Linked DNA regions of Anas platyrhynchos: region 2 is linked to region 1. Evidence: chromatin contacts called from public Hi-C data. All regions are on one chromosome and are shown on one strand. The core of a region is the stretch at or near the end of the contact, and the rest is flanking DNA. Distances in the headings are between cores, read along the strand shown.

What was found. Hi-C and Micro-C count contacts between places; a contact is called where the count stands out from the background.
Region 2: a Hi-C map of skeletal muscle shows a contact between it and region 1, with 2.6 times the contacts expected there. The contact joins the promoter of NLE1 here to the enhancer-like site in region 1. A contact is called at or near these places in 2 of 8 Hi-C or Micro-C datasets (both in skeletal muscle).

What each region holds. Positions count from the first base shown.
Region 1 is chr20:3,801,683-3,808,627 of IASCAAS_PekinDuck_T2T, reverse strand. ULK2 (unc-51 like autophagy activating kinase 2) reads left to right here. Exons shown (of 28, transcript XM_027472676.3): 14 at 905-965; 15 at 1,207-1,299; 16 at 4,546-4,683; 17 at 5,734-5,879; 18 at 6,433-6,513. Among named protein-coding and RNA genes, the nearest start is that of ULK2, 25 kb to the left of the region's middle. Within about 2 kb of position 4,172, at least 6 of the 8 cell types and tissues checked have an H3K27ac peak or open chromatin away from gene starts, as enhancers often do.
Region 2 is chr20:3,839,934-3,846,878 of IASCAAS_PekinDuck_T2T, reverse strand. NLE1 (notchless homolog 1) reads left to right here and starts at 3,146. Exons shown (of 13, transcript XM_027472682.3): 1 at 3,146-3,262; 2 at 3,457-3,600; 3 at 3,675-3,892; 4 at 3,974-4,053; 5 at 4,313-4,389; 6 at 5,754-5,851. The coding sequence starts at 3,257. It overlaps AKAP10 (A-kinase anchoring protein 10), which reads left to right. Exons shown (of 14, transcript XM_027472678.3): 13 at 4-99; 14 at 880-2,329. The coding sequence ends at 885.

The DNA.
Region 1 (6,945 bases), core at 2,923-5,422:
TTCCATTATTTTCATATTTTAAAACACTTTCCACTCATAGCATACCTTCATGCCTTCTTATTATTTGGCTCTCTTTTCCCCAAATGTATCTCAGTTCACCTTGGAACTAATTGCATCAGTTTGAGGTAGTTTTTGAAGGGAGACTCTTTGGTTTATATACATGTCCATCTGGGACATTTTCACCTGCAGTTTAGTGGCCAGATATGCCAAAGACACCAAGGTCACTTAAAGTCATGGAAAATACTGGATTTTGGCAGTAGAAGAAAAGAGAGTCGATTGTAAACAGCTGCTGATAAGAAGCCCAAGGATTCTCTCAATGAGAAAGTCACATCCAGACTAACTGAATTTTAAGTCCTTGTTATAGAGCTTTATATAAACAAGTGGAGGTAAAAACATACAACATGTTTAACATGAAACGTTAGGCATCAGACTGGGCTTATACAGCTGAAAGACTTGGATGTTGCACATTGCCATATTATATTTTCTAAACCTGAATTGCCACTAGAAAGCTAGTCATCTGACTTCTGTACAGTGCCACCAACTCGTGTTATATATTTGACTAAATTAGTACCTAGATCTCTGAAGCATTTCTGTCTTTCACGATTACAAATTTCCCAATGTTGATACATTGTACTCTTAAAAGTGGATTTAATCTCATAATTATAACGAGTATAGCAAAAAGAATAATGTTAAAGAAATACTTTCCCCGTTTTTGTTGTAGGTCACATTTGAGGTAATTTCATACACAAAACAGTTCGTAAAAAAACTTGTATAAATCTTGTATATATTCACAGAAGCTTGTCAGAAGCAATTATTTCTACAACAGTAATATAGAAGATTTTTTATTTTCTTAAGATTCTAGTTCATGATGTTGGTTTTCAATGTGTTCTTCTGCTTACTGTAGATGATATGCCATTGGGAGCAGCTGGCAGGCGGGCTTCAAGCGAGTTCTTGATGTGTGGAGGGTAGGTGTGCTGAGCTTTATCCAAAAGAAGTCTCATGTTCTAAAATTGATGCTATAGAAGAGGTGGTTGGTTTTTCTGGCAGTGATGGGTTTACACAGCTGTAAGTGAACTTTCTTAAAGGTTAATACGCCAAGTTGAATTTAATATGAATATATAAACAGCTTGAATTCAGAAAGTTTTGCTGCAAAGCAGGTAGTTTCTGATGTGAACTGTCTTCTGATAATGTTTCTTGTTCCTACAGGCAGTCACCATTAACTATTTCTGGAAGCTCAGGAACTGTACAGAAGCCATCCTCAGCCTCTTCTCGAAGTACTGCTTCTGGTACAACTAACAGGTGCATGATGAAGGCTTAGTATTTCCTCTCTTTAAAAAAAGTTCTCTGTTACTGTATGTTTTTTTTGTTCTGTTTTGTTTTAATTTTAGATTACTGCTGGAAACTGAACTGAAATAGAAGCTAGACCTGTTTTTTCTAGGCTCTCTGCACTTAATGCATTGCAATAGCTGATGGTTGCGTAGCTAACTTCTGGTTTGGATGCATCCCAAAAAGATTTCCTTAAGGAAAGACAGCATTCTTTTGTCTGCTTAAATTTTGAACTGTCTAAAGGCAGAAACTTCAGACACATAACTAACTTGACCTTCTTGTGTTATGAAGTACAGCGTGTTCTTTGTTTACTGAGTCAAGATGTTAAAAGCAGTTTACTTCTCACACAACTACGTCTTGAAAAGAGGGATTTAGAAAGCAGTTTGCTATGGATTTGTCTCAGGACTGGATTATCTTGCATCCAATAACTGGATGTGGCCTCTGTGCAAGCAATTATTGTGAATTTTGTGTTTGTGGTTCACAAGATACCCAAAGAAGCCCCATAGAAGTGTTGAACATTTATTGCAGCTTTTCAATCAGCAGGGCTATTAATAAGTCCCCTTTCTGCTACATCATTGTAGACAGTTTCTGCCAATTTGAAATTGAATTGATATTTGTCAGAAGTGCCTGACATCTTTCCTGTATTATACTGGAAAATGTAAATCTTATCAGGATGCTTAACTATTCATGTAACAGCTAAACAGAAGGGGTAGATTGGTCATTTGACCAAATAATGAATTTCATAAAGTTTTCAATACAAAATAGAAAGAGGACAAGTGGCTAAAAGGGGAATAATGCTATTATGTTGGGTGTATTTTTGGCTTATGCTAGTACTACAGGACTGCAAGTCAGCATTATTTGTTTAGAAATGCTTGTCACAAGAAAAGTTGGCTATTTTGTGCTGATCTTGTTGCAGTTTGCAAAATCTGCTGACATGGGCTATCAATAAAGCTGTAGTCTTAACTTTTGTGTTTAAGGGCAGCCAATTTGAATGGTTTGGTTGTAAAGATCCATTTGCTATGGATTGGCTGTATACAGAATATTATAAAATATGGTAATTTCCTATCTTATATCATCATGTGTCACAGTTTTTAGAGTTACAGGTTTTATGAAAATATGCCAGTTATGTTATCTATATGCTAGTAAGTTAAGAGCTAAATGTGTGATTAGAAACAGGTGCCTACTGTTCACACAGTCAGTTTGTACTGCAAAAGTTTGATGTAGCTATTGGTTGAGTAAATTTGGTGACTGGCTGACTGCTTTAGGTTATTGTCTCAAGGTAGCAGATAATCTACCAGATGCTGCTTTGTTTTTTTGGTTATTTGATGCTGAGAAGTGTTCTTTCATAGCGTGCGATTTATTTATTTATTTATTTATTTATTTATTTATTTTTACAAAATGTTGTTATGCCCTGTAATACAGTGTTGTTTTTTTTTCTGATTAGATGATAGAACTGCATGAATGGTACCCATAGTTACGCTGCTTTGTGGCAAGCAGAAGAAGCTGTGATGCTTCTCATGCTCCAGCCAGAACAGGCACAATAGGTGGAGGCGGTTCACTCTTCTGTGGTTAATTCCTAATTTTGTTCTCTAGATCCCACAGATACAAGATTTGCATGCAACTCTGCACACGTCTGTATTGCCTCTTTCTCTAACCAGTAGCAAACCACATCAGACTAGGGGATGCCTAACCAGAGCGTGGCTTTGGGCCTGAGCTGGGGAGCCCTGAAGAAGGCCAAGTGCTATACCACCATGCTAACACAGCACTTGCCTCACAAGGACCTACCTGTAAGGCTGTGTGACAACAGGGGAAGGCATGTTCCATGCTGGGTACTTTAAAAATTGAAGTGCCTTCATGGCCTCCTCAGCAGCACTGCTATGGTTTGGATTTCCCCTCTCCAGGTCAGACCAGGGAGCCTCCCTGTGCTGCCTCAGCTTGTTGTGGTATTCAGAGCAGGCTGCCTACTGCCTTTGTGTGGTTTCTACTTGTGAGACCTTCTCCTTGTGTGGAAGCTTTCAGGCTTTCCACTGCCTGTGTGGTCACAGCTGCAGATTTTTCCCATCTTCTGCCAGGCTGGTCACTGTGGCACAGCAGACTTAGGACTTCTGTCAGGCACAGCTGAGAAACTTAGTGAGTATGGGTTTAAATTCAGGGAAACTGATGAGGCTGTGGAAAAAGTGTTGGTACAGATCTATTGAGGCTTGTTCCAGCTGCTTTTCAAAATTACTCAGTAGTCTCTAGAACCTGGGTGGCAATAAAAGGACAAACCTGTTTTCTTTTGCTAAGGAAGGACCATGCATATTAGGAAGTAGTATTTCATTCTCAGAGGTTGCAAAGGGAATATGATAGAGTCAGAAACCAAGATTGCTGTTCAGCTGTATCCATGCAGTAAGTGGTGTAACTGCTTGTTTTCTAGAGCTTTTAAGTAGGAGTGGTAGGACTTCTTTCACATCTCCTCTGAGAATCTCTAATTTTTGCCTGTTTTCTGAAGAATTAATCAATAAGGGGCTTGATACTAAGCTGATTATATTCCCAAAAGTCATTTAGTTTGAAATTCTTTCGGTCTAATTCTTTTAAAAGTGTTGGTAACTGCTTATGCTGCGGTGGTTTGATTCCCTTATCAGGCAGTACACTGAGATAAACCGGGTCACTGACACTTGGTTGAACTTGAGCAATGCTAATCTGCAGTTTGCGTCTGTGGATTAATGTTCAGGTGTGTGGTTTTGGTCATTTTGTCAAGGGTTGGTTACATAACATGTTTTCCTTTTGCAAGTTCACTGTGTCTCATGGGATATCTCTGTGCTTTAGTGGCTTTTGTACACATTCCAGCCCTGCTGCTGAACTTCCTGTTCTTAGCACAGTGGGTTTTCCTAGAACGCTATTTTGAAGTGTGGTAAACAGAGCGGGCTGATTGGCAGGAAGTCGGAGGGATCTGTAGATCGCTGTGATGCATGACGAAATGCTTCAGCTAGTACTGCACTCTCAGCTCGATCTGGTACTAGCCAGTATAAGAAAGGTAGGTAGTAACGAACAGTTCTTTGTCTTTCTCTGTGAAGTGTCAGAGCTAGATTAGGACAAGCTAAGATCACACTGCACGTGGGGAGTTTAGAATCAGTTTGTCAGTTTCACAGATTTTATTTAACTTCTGAGAATGGTACAATTTAGAGAGAGACCTGTCTACCTCTGTTTATCTCCTCTCTCCATATCTTCCTACTTCAGGCATTGTCAGCCTTCAGTATCCCCCCGCAGTGAAACAGCACCTATCCCAGTTCCCACTCAGCTCCGGAATTACCAGCGTATAGAACAGAACCTCTCCTCTACTGCCAGTCCTGTATCAAACCCCCACGGATCACCAAGGTGAGTATTCTAATTCCTTTTTCTTGGTTCTAGTTTGTATTTGCACCTTCACAGATGTCCATATTGATGTCATTTTTTTCTGCACAAGACCATACTAAAGAGGCGTTTTAATGATAACAAGTAATAGTCCTTCACATTCTCAAGGTTGTTGAATGGACAGTTGAAATTTTTCACTAAAACAAAATGAGCTTGTTTGTTTAGGCAATTGCATCCAAAGAAAGTAAGAAGATGAAGTCTTGCTTTTTTCCCTCCTTTGTGTATTATGCAGCATTACATCATAAACTAGAAAGTAATAAATTTTGTTTTCATACATACAGTGATGAATGCGTTGTTCTATAGAATATCAAGGAAACACTTTTTGGCATACTAGTTAACCAGCTTGTCTTAATACAAGGCTCTAGTGTGCTAGACTTATTCTATGCCTTGTGATCTACAAGATAGGGATGGTGAAGGACAAAAGACTCAAACTCTTGAGATCTCTGGAGGTCTGTACGAAAAAAAAAACCAACATGGTTCCTTGCTTTTTGTTCAAGATCTTTGATTTTACAGTTGTTCCTACACTTGAGGGCATGCCTTTCCCTAAAATAATGTGTTCTCAGTAGTTGAACTTCATACCAGGTCCAATACTTAAAACTTTGTCCTAATCTTTTTTGTAGGTTCCTTCTTTTTCCAACCATAAAAGTGAACATTTGTGATAATACATTTCACTCAGTTGTAAAATTCAAAATTAAATGGCTAGTTGTCTGAATATCAGTAATCCATGTACTAAGGGATATATCTGTTTTAAATTTCTCCAGTTAACAGACTGCTATGGCTTTGAAAGTTATAATCATAGTGGGAACAAAGGGAATTCTATTTGTCTTGTTTTCTCACTGGAAGGCTTAGCTTAAGTTATTACATTAGTAAGCTTCAGCTTTGTGGCTTTCTCTCTAAATATCTTTTTTTTTTTTTTTTTTAAATTGATCATTATACTCCTTAGTGGATTGTGAACCTCATCTTAAGGATCCACAGTTGCTATAGCATGTATAACCATTCTTTTCATCTTGTTAGAGCTGGGGTTGTGAGACGCTCAAATACTAGTCCAATGGGCTTCATGAAGATGGGTTCCTGTTCTCCAGTACCAGCTGACACTGCGCAGGGTGTTGGGCGCCGCTTATCCACAGGATCTTCAAGACCATATTCTCCCTCACCGCTAGGTAAGCCCATAAATTCTTGGGAAGGTTTATCTGGAACAGTTATTCAGAAGACTAATTCTTGCCTGAAGTTGCCTTAAACTGAAATCTGCTCAACTAGATCATGGTTTCACCGGTGCTGCATACAAGAGGACGATCACTCTTCTCTAGCTCTGCTGGCTGCACTTCCCTAGTCCTGTCATTGGCCTTCTTGGCCACCTGGACACGCTGCTGGCTCGTGTTCAGCTGGCTGTTGATCGACACCCACAGGTCCTTTTCTGCTGGGCAGCTTTCCAGCCACTCCTCCTCAAGCCAATACCACTGCATTGGGTTGTTATGACCCAAATGCAAGACCTGACACCCTTGTTGAATGTCACACGATTGGACTCAGCTCATTGATCTAACTTATCCAGATCCCTCTGCAATGCTTTTCTTATACTCAAGCAGTCACGTTTACAGCAATCCATTTCTGTTAAAATGTCTGGTATAAGTAAGATAAACAGGTTTTATTTTCCTTCACCTTCATTTGTGGATGAAGTACTAAGCATAAATTCACATTTTGATTTTATTTGCTTAGTTGGAACAATACCTGAGCAGCTTGGACACTGTTGTTGTGGACAGCTTCAAGGACATGAATCAAGGAGCAGAAACTTCTCAGGTGAGAGACTGGGCGAAGCAACCTGTATGATTTTGGTACAGCTTCTACAGAATTCTGTGAAGAACAAGGAGAGCCAACACTACATAAGTATGGATTAATAGGAGACGCTTGGTAACCTGTACACTGAGTTTCTATAGAAACTTAGCCTGAGTATGGTTGTATCAGGACCCCTTTTCCCATAATTAATTTTCCCATAATTAATTCTCTACACAATAAGAGAGTGGCTGAAGTTCTGAAGTTTTTCTTTTTTTGTACAGTGTGCAACATGTTTTCATCGTTCCCGTAGGAAATTGCCTAGGATCTGATGGTGTTGCTAAGCATTCAGTAAGCTTTGCACGTCATAAATTGGTATGCTAGCAGGGGAAAAAAATTGAGACTCTATAAGATTGAATTGCACTGTAACATCAGAAGAATTGGACAAAGGAATCTGCA
Region 2 (6,945 bases), core at 1,897-4,396, 39 kb before region 1:
CAGGCTCAAGAAGAGATGGCTTGGAGGATAGCAAAGATGATAGTCAATGATGTTATGCAGCAGGCACAATGTGAACAGCGTTCAGAGAAGATTACAAAGGTAAGAGGGTGGAAAAGCAGTGTGCCCTTATGTGGCTTGAGCCAGCGTGGGAGGAGCAGAGCTCTTGCTGTACCACCTGTGGTGCTTCTCCTGTGCAAATCTTGAAATTGTCTCTGTTCGAGTATTTACAATCTGCCTTATTAGGTAAGAAGGTGATATGTGCTGCAGGATCAGCATTGCAATTCCTTGTTTAAGTTCACGCTTATTAGCATTCTTTACCATGAAATAGTGTATTTGCCTAAATTACCACTAAAACTTATGTGTTGTCTTCTAAAAAAAAAGGAAAGTTCTGATGTACCAAACTTTTTGTGAAATAATGAAGACAGTAGTTTATCAAGTATAGAATCTGATACTCCTGGCTTTTGAGCATTTGGGCATCTGACTTTTTCATGTTACTTATTCTTAATTATTGAAAGTAACTGTGCCAAATCCTAGTGATTAGGCTTGAATGGACGGTCCATAGTTCTTGTGGGTTTTTTTTGGAATAGTTATATTTAAATGACTTATAATAATTGTACTTAATTCTATAATTCCAGTCTGACTGGATGACAAAGTCACTCAGCACAATATTTAGAAATGTCAAGTGGCTGCAGATGCTCTGGATTCAATTAAGCAAGCATAGTTACTGTAATTGGAAGATTGAGAGTAGCATTTCTTCTCTCCCAAACTCATAAGCATACCTGGCTTCAACACTTGTAAACACAAAATGTCTTTCTGTTGAGTGATTGATGTGTATGTTTTAGGGTAAGATGAACTCTAACCCTGTTCTTCCTTTTTCAGCTATGATTTTAGAAATGCCAGAACAGGAAATCTGGCTTTCTGCTTTGAGAATGAGTGAACTTTCCCTTTGGGTGGATTCTTTAACACAGCCAATAAAAACAAAGCACTGTTACTCCAACCGCTGATATCTCCCTCATTGATAAGGAAGAATTAAAAAGAAGCAATCCTGTACCTCCACTGTAGAGCGTGAAGAAACACTTTTTCCTGTTGTATGTGGCGTTCACAAGGATGGTTTTTAGAGAGGAAGACACCACTTATGAACGTGTCATTGAGTAACTGTGATCAACTTCACAAATACTTGACCCCGTCTCAAAAAGACTTTTAAGCAAAATATCTGGAATGGGACACAAGCCACAAAGAGGGGAAGGTTTTGCTGTAGTTTCTAGTTCTACCTGTAATTTTTAATTATATAACTGCAAATGCCACGGGATGTGTCCCTGACATTGGCCATTGGAGAAGCGAACCTGAAATGGTGAATTTATTGGCAGTGAATGACCTAAAAAGTTTTAAGTTTTATTTTTCCTTACTTGAAATAGATGAGCATTCACCTGTAAGATAAATGTATTTTACTTCATAACTCCATTAACTTTGAAGGCAGTGTAGAATGATCAGGAGCGAAGCCTGGACAGCGTAACTCTTCCTTGTCGAGCTCTTACACCTGCACACACTCATCCCCTGCTTCAGACACACAGCCCACTCGAGCAGACTTGAAAGCCAGTCTTGTGCTTGTGCAGCCCTCTGCTCCCGAGCGTTGGCTCTGAATGCAGCCTGTGCTTTGAGGAGATCGTAGCCAGTAGCCTGCTCCATCTTTTTTCTTTCCATCCCACAAGCAAGGAAAAAAGTAATTACTGCCATGTGCTGCTGCCATTCTCCATAACTTGTTGTCCTCAAACCAGCGTAGTATCTAATTCCAGAGGTTTGGTTTACAAAGAAAAATAATTTTTAATGACCTTCAGCCACCTTTTCCCTGATGTTGTCAACACTTGCAATTTGCAAAACCTTTAGTTTAAGTAAAAAAAAAAAAAAAAAGCCACGATGTGACACGGCACCTCTATTTTTCCCAGCAACTTGATTTTGCAGAGTATCAAAAACACTCTGTGTCACTGTTATGTTATCGCTGCATTTTTAGTATACAAAACTTCCATTTTGGTTTTTATTTAACTCTTATGATTGCTTTTTTTCCTTGAACTTGTGCAAAAAATCACTTTGCAAAGAAATCATCTCCAATGTTCAGAGTATCTTGATTGACTAGCAAGTGTTATACTGTTGCAATATTTGATTGTATAGAGACACTGTATTATCTATAAGAAAAAAAAAGCAAAAAAGGCTGTGTATAGGTTTTTGGTACTATGTACCACCTCTTATTTCTCTCATGCCCAAGTATTCGTGTACTTAAAGCATACTATATTTAATTGTGTTTTGATTTAAAATATATAAATATTAAAACTTGTGTCAATTTTCTGTTTTGATGGGATTTGAGTTTACATGTTTTTTAAAGGTGGGTCTTATGGGTTCATAAAAAAAACAAAAAACACCTGAAATGTTTGTCCTTGGTACATTTGCAAACGCTAATTAATCTTGTAATGGGATGACGTAGTATACTAAGAATCATTTCAATAAATTCTAGGGCTTGATCAGAAATACTTTTGGAACAAAAAGCAGGGAGAAATGGCTGGCAAGGTCCCATCTCACTCATGGGACCAGCCTGCTCCTCCAGGGTGCACAGACATGGCCTTGGGAGCTGTCACTGACTGGCTGAGCTCTTGCTTTGGGTAATTTCTCTAAGCTGTTTTGTTTGAATGGTGGCGAACTGGTAAGACAGTATTCTGTGGTTGGTTTGGTTTCCCTCTTCTGTGTGTAGGCAGTATTGAATTTTGATAGAGTGCTGGAGGCTACGGACACCTGATGCTTGCCATGCTTGTCACTGGTTTGTGCTGGGTGGGACAGGAGATGCTGTATTTCTTGCTGTGTTTTGCATAGCAGGGTTGAGTCTCTGTCCTTGGTGCGGAGCCCATGGAGCCAGTGTTTTTTTATGGCGGATAAAACACTCCACTCTGCAGCCCAGCCCTCCTACTAACACGGGCAAGGCACAGGCTGCAGAATTACTTTATTTTTGTACACGACAATGTAACAATCTAGGAGCCTCCTTACGCTTTTACAGCGTTACGTGTGAGAAAGGTATTAAAAAAGCATCTCGGTGGCCACTACCGGGAAAGCCATGACCGGCGGGGACCGAGTCCGTGCTCAGGGGGGTCTCGAACCTGCGTTTCCCCGAGCCCCCGCCGGCCGCCGGGGGGCAGCAGCGCCGCGCCCGGCTCCCCCCGGTCCCGCCCCGGCGGCGCGGCCGCTTCCGGCGCACGCGGGCAGCAGCGCGCACATGGCGGTGAGGGGGGCACCGGGGGGGGACGGGGCGCTCCGGGACCCCCTGGCTGCTGTGGGGGTCCCCCGTAGGGCCCCGTCCCTCGGAGGGGTGCTCGCTAAGGGGGGCCGCTACCGGCCCGGCGTGGGGCGTCTGGGCCCCGCCGTGCCCCCGGGCTGTGCTGCCGGGGTCCCGGTGCTGAGCCCGCTGTCCCGCAGGGCGCGGCGCCTCCCGAGGACGTGGAGCGGCTCCTGATCCAGTTCCGCGATGAATCCGGGGAGCCCCTGGGGTCCCCCTTCGATGTCCCGCTCCGCATCACGCCGGGAGAGCTGCAGCTGGTGTGCAACGCGCTGCTGCAGGAGGTGAGGCCGGGGGGCACCGGGCGTCCCGGCACCTGGGCTGCCCCGCGCTATCGCTCCTGCCCCTTCTCTTGCAGGACGAACCGGTGCCCTTGGCCTTCTTCTTCCGCGATGCCGAGATCGTGGTGTCGCTGGAGAAGACCTTGGCGGGGCAGGCGGTGGAGACAGAGAAGGTGCTGGACATCGTCTACCAGCCGCAGGCGGTGTTCAGGGTGCGGGCAGTGACCCGCTGCACCAGCTCCCTGGAGGGGCACACTGAGGCTGTCATCTCCGTCGCCTTCAGCCCCACGGGAAAGTACGAGGGGCTGGGTGCAGGCGGGGGGCTCGGGGCAAGGCAGGGTCACCGTGCTGAGCCTGGCTCTTTCTCCTGTCGCAGGTACCTGGCGAGTGGCTCTGGAGACACCACGGTCCGCTTCTGGGACCTCAGCACGGAGACGCCGCAGTTCACAGCCAAAGGTGGGTGTGGGGTGTGCCAGGGGGCGGCTCCTGAAGGCCCGCAGGGATCCTTCCCCCTGCCCAGGGGGACACAGAGCAGCCCTTGGGTGCTGTGCCAGCCACATGGCACCTTCCCTTGGAGGGGAGTTGCTCTCTTCCACTACTGAAGTGAAGAAAGGATGAGGAACATGCAGGATTTTCTTTTGTCCTGGGAGTGCTGCGTGCTGGGGCCAGGTCGGTGCAGCTCTCCGCTCACTCTTGCTCACGCTTTCTCTGCCAGGCCACCGACACTGGGTGCTCAGCATCGCCTGGTCTCCTGACGGCAAGAAGTTGGCCTCGGGCTGCAAGAACAGCCAGGTGGGTGCTGGCTCCGTGGTCCCGTGGTGCCCCAGCAGCTGGGCTGGGGGGAATCTGGGGGAGTGCAGAGTGGCCTTGCCCAGGAGACCCTGTGCAGCTCTGGTCTGAAGCAAAACGCAGCCTGCAAAGTGAGTGCCAGGGGCTTTAGGGGCGAAGACTTGTTTTCTTTGGCAGCTTGGGCAAGGCAAGTGTCCAGTCATTCGGAGCAGGATTTCCTGTGCCCTGAAAGAGCTCTGTGTGCGGATGCTTCATAGTGGCTGCGAGTAGTGGCTCTGAGCTGGCCTGTGCCTCAGCTGTGCCAGGCAGGGCTTTGTTTCTGTTGCAGCAGTCTCGCCGCCGAGCCCTGCTGTCTCGTGGCAGATGCTTTTGCCTCTGTACAGGAAAGAGTCCAGGATTTGGACATGGCCCTTGGCAGACGGCTCCATCACGAGGGAGGTGTCTGGAGCAAGCAGGGTGTTGCACGGCCAAGCCAAGGTTGCTGTTTGCATGACCCAGACATGCAGTGGCAGCCTGTTTCGCTGCTCCCGCTGAGACACAGACAAATTCCCTCTTACAGGAATGCAAAGGGGGCCCTTCCCCAGCTGTGGGGCAAAAAACATGTGCCTAAGCAGCTTCCAGAAATGCCTGGGGAAGCAGGGGCACTTGGCTGCAATTACAAGCGAGTCAGTTACTTGGGGTGCAGCGGGACCTTCGCTTGCTCTGACCTTCGGACAGTCTGGGAGCACAGAGAGCGGCTGCAGAGCTGCCAAGCGGCGCTGTCCTGGGCTCACTGTCTGTGCAGCTGCTCTGGAAGGCCACTGTGACACGAGCCCAAGGAAACAGGCAGGTTCTGGCTTCAGTTTAACCCAGGGAGCTGCATCGTTCTCTGTTTTTCCCAGGTTCTTAAGTAGCAGATGACTAATGCCTTGGCTCTTTGGATGAGCATTTATATAGAGAGGGAAAAAACAACAGAAAACTAGCATGTGTCCCGCCCACAGAATCCGATAATAAGTAGCATTTAGCACTCTCTGGCTTTCATCATGCTCTGTAAACATTCACCAACGCTCTGGCGCAGAATGTCAAAGGCTCAGGCTGGCTTTCTGGAGACCTGGATTGCTTTTGGGTTGAGGCAGATATTTTTGTAACAGCAGCATCTAAAGCAGAGAGAAGGGCGATCGGGTCTCATGCGCTGAGACATCAGCTGATTGCTGCTGGGATCTGCAAAGGCATCCAGTCCTGCTCTCTTCCTGTTCTGCTATGTGTGCCAACGTAAATCGCAGCCCCACAAGACTGGGGACACCTATCCTTTCTAAATGGAGCCTCGACATTCCTGGGATTCACATGATGTGTGGCCTGACACGACCCTCTTGCTTTCTCTCGGGCAGATATTTCTCTGGGACCCAGCCACCGGCAATCAGATCGGCCGGGTTCTCGCCGGCCACTCCAAATGGATCACGTGCCTGTGCTGGGAGCCGCTCCACATGTAAGTGAGGGGCCAGCCCAGCCCTTCTGCCCCGTTACTTTTAAGGAAAAGACCAGCTTGACCTGAAGGGCATTCCTCCTGTTTGCCTTTCTCCTGTTATGGTGCACAGAGGGAGCGTGTGCAGCAGAACGTCCTGTGAGGTGGGGCAGGAAAAAGGCATCCAGCTCAGGAGTCACAGCCGCTGCTCGCAGTCCCTGTGAGGGTGCAGAGGAAGCTGCTGCTGGGCTGTGCCTCTGCTCCCCTCACCCCATATAAACGAGGTACCTGCCAATGGAAAGGGCTTGATGTTTTCAGTGCTGGACAAGCTGCTCAGTGTGCTAAGATGGGAGCAGGAAAACCTACAAGCGTGTAGTCTGAGCTCAGCCTGTGCAGAGCACTCCTGTTCTGCCCTCCTGCATCCTGATTGCCTCTGTTTGTTTATCTTGAGGGCTGATTAACTCTGCAATCTCCTTATCCCTTGGATCGGCTAAAGCTCTGTCTAGGAGGGGTGGGTGAGGGGGGACAGTTATAGCCAATAATCCAAGCCATTATAGAAATAAAGAAGGAAAAAAAGGGTCCCTTCAGAGCAGAGCCCTGCAAATTGAATTTGCTGGTAGGAAACTCCCGCAAACAATTAATTGGATTTGCAAAAACTGATTATAAAGGAGGATCAGGAAATGGAGAGCTGGGAGACAACCCTGCCAGAGCTCGACTTCCCCGTCTCCAGCCAGCTGCACAAGAGGAAGGGCTGTGTTCTTCCTCACCCCAGCACTGCCCTCATGCCGTCGATGTGGCCAGTGGTGCTGTCAGTTGTTACTAAATCTCCTGACTGCTTGGCTTAGCGTTGTGCTGCTTGGTTTTGCTTTTTCTTTGAGGATGCTTTGCTGTCAACAGACAGCTAAAGGGAGACAAAAGGGAAACTCCTGAGAGCAGCAATGCAGCAGGAGGCAGCGAGCATCCTTTTCAGCCCAAGAGTTGGTTTGGAGGGATGCATCTGTCTGCTGGTCCCCTGCCTGTGGGATCTGGTTCTTTGTAGTTGCCTCTGCCTGGCCTCTCTCGGTTGTTAAGCCAAAAGAGAACGTTGTATTTTAGAAACTTCTGGGCTCTTAAATCCT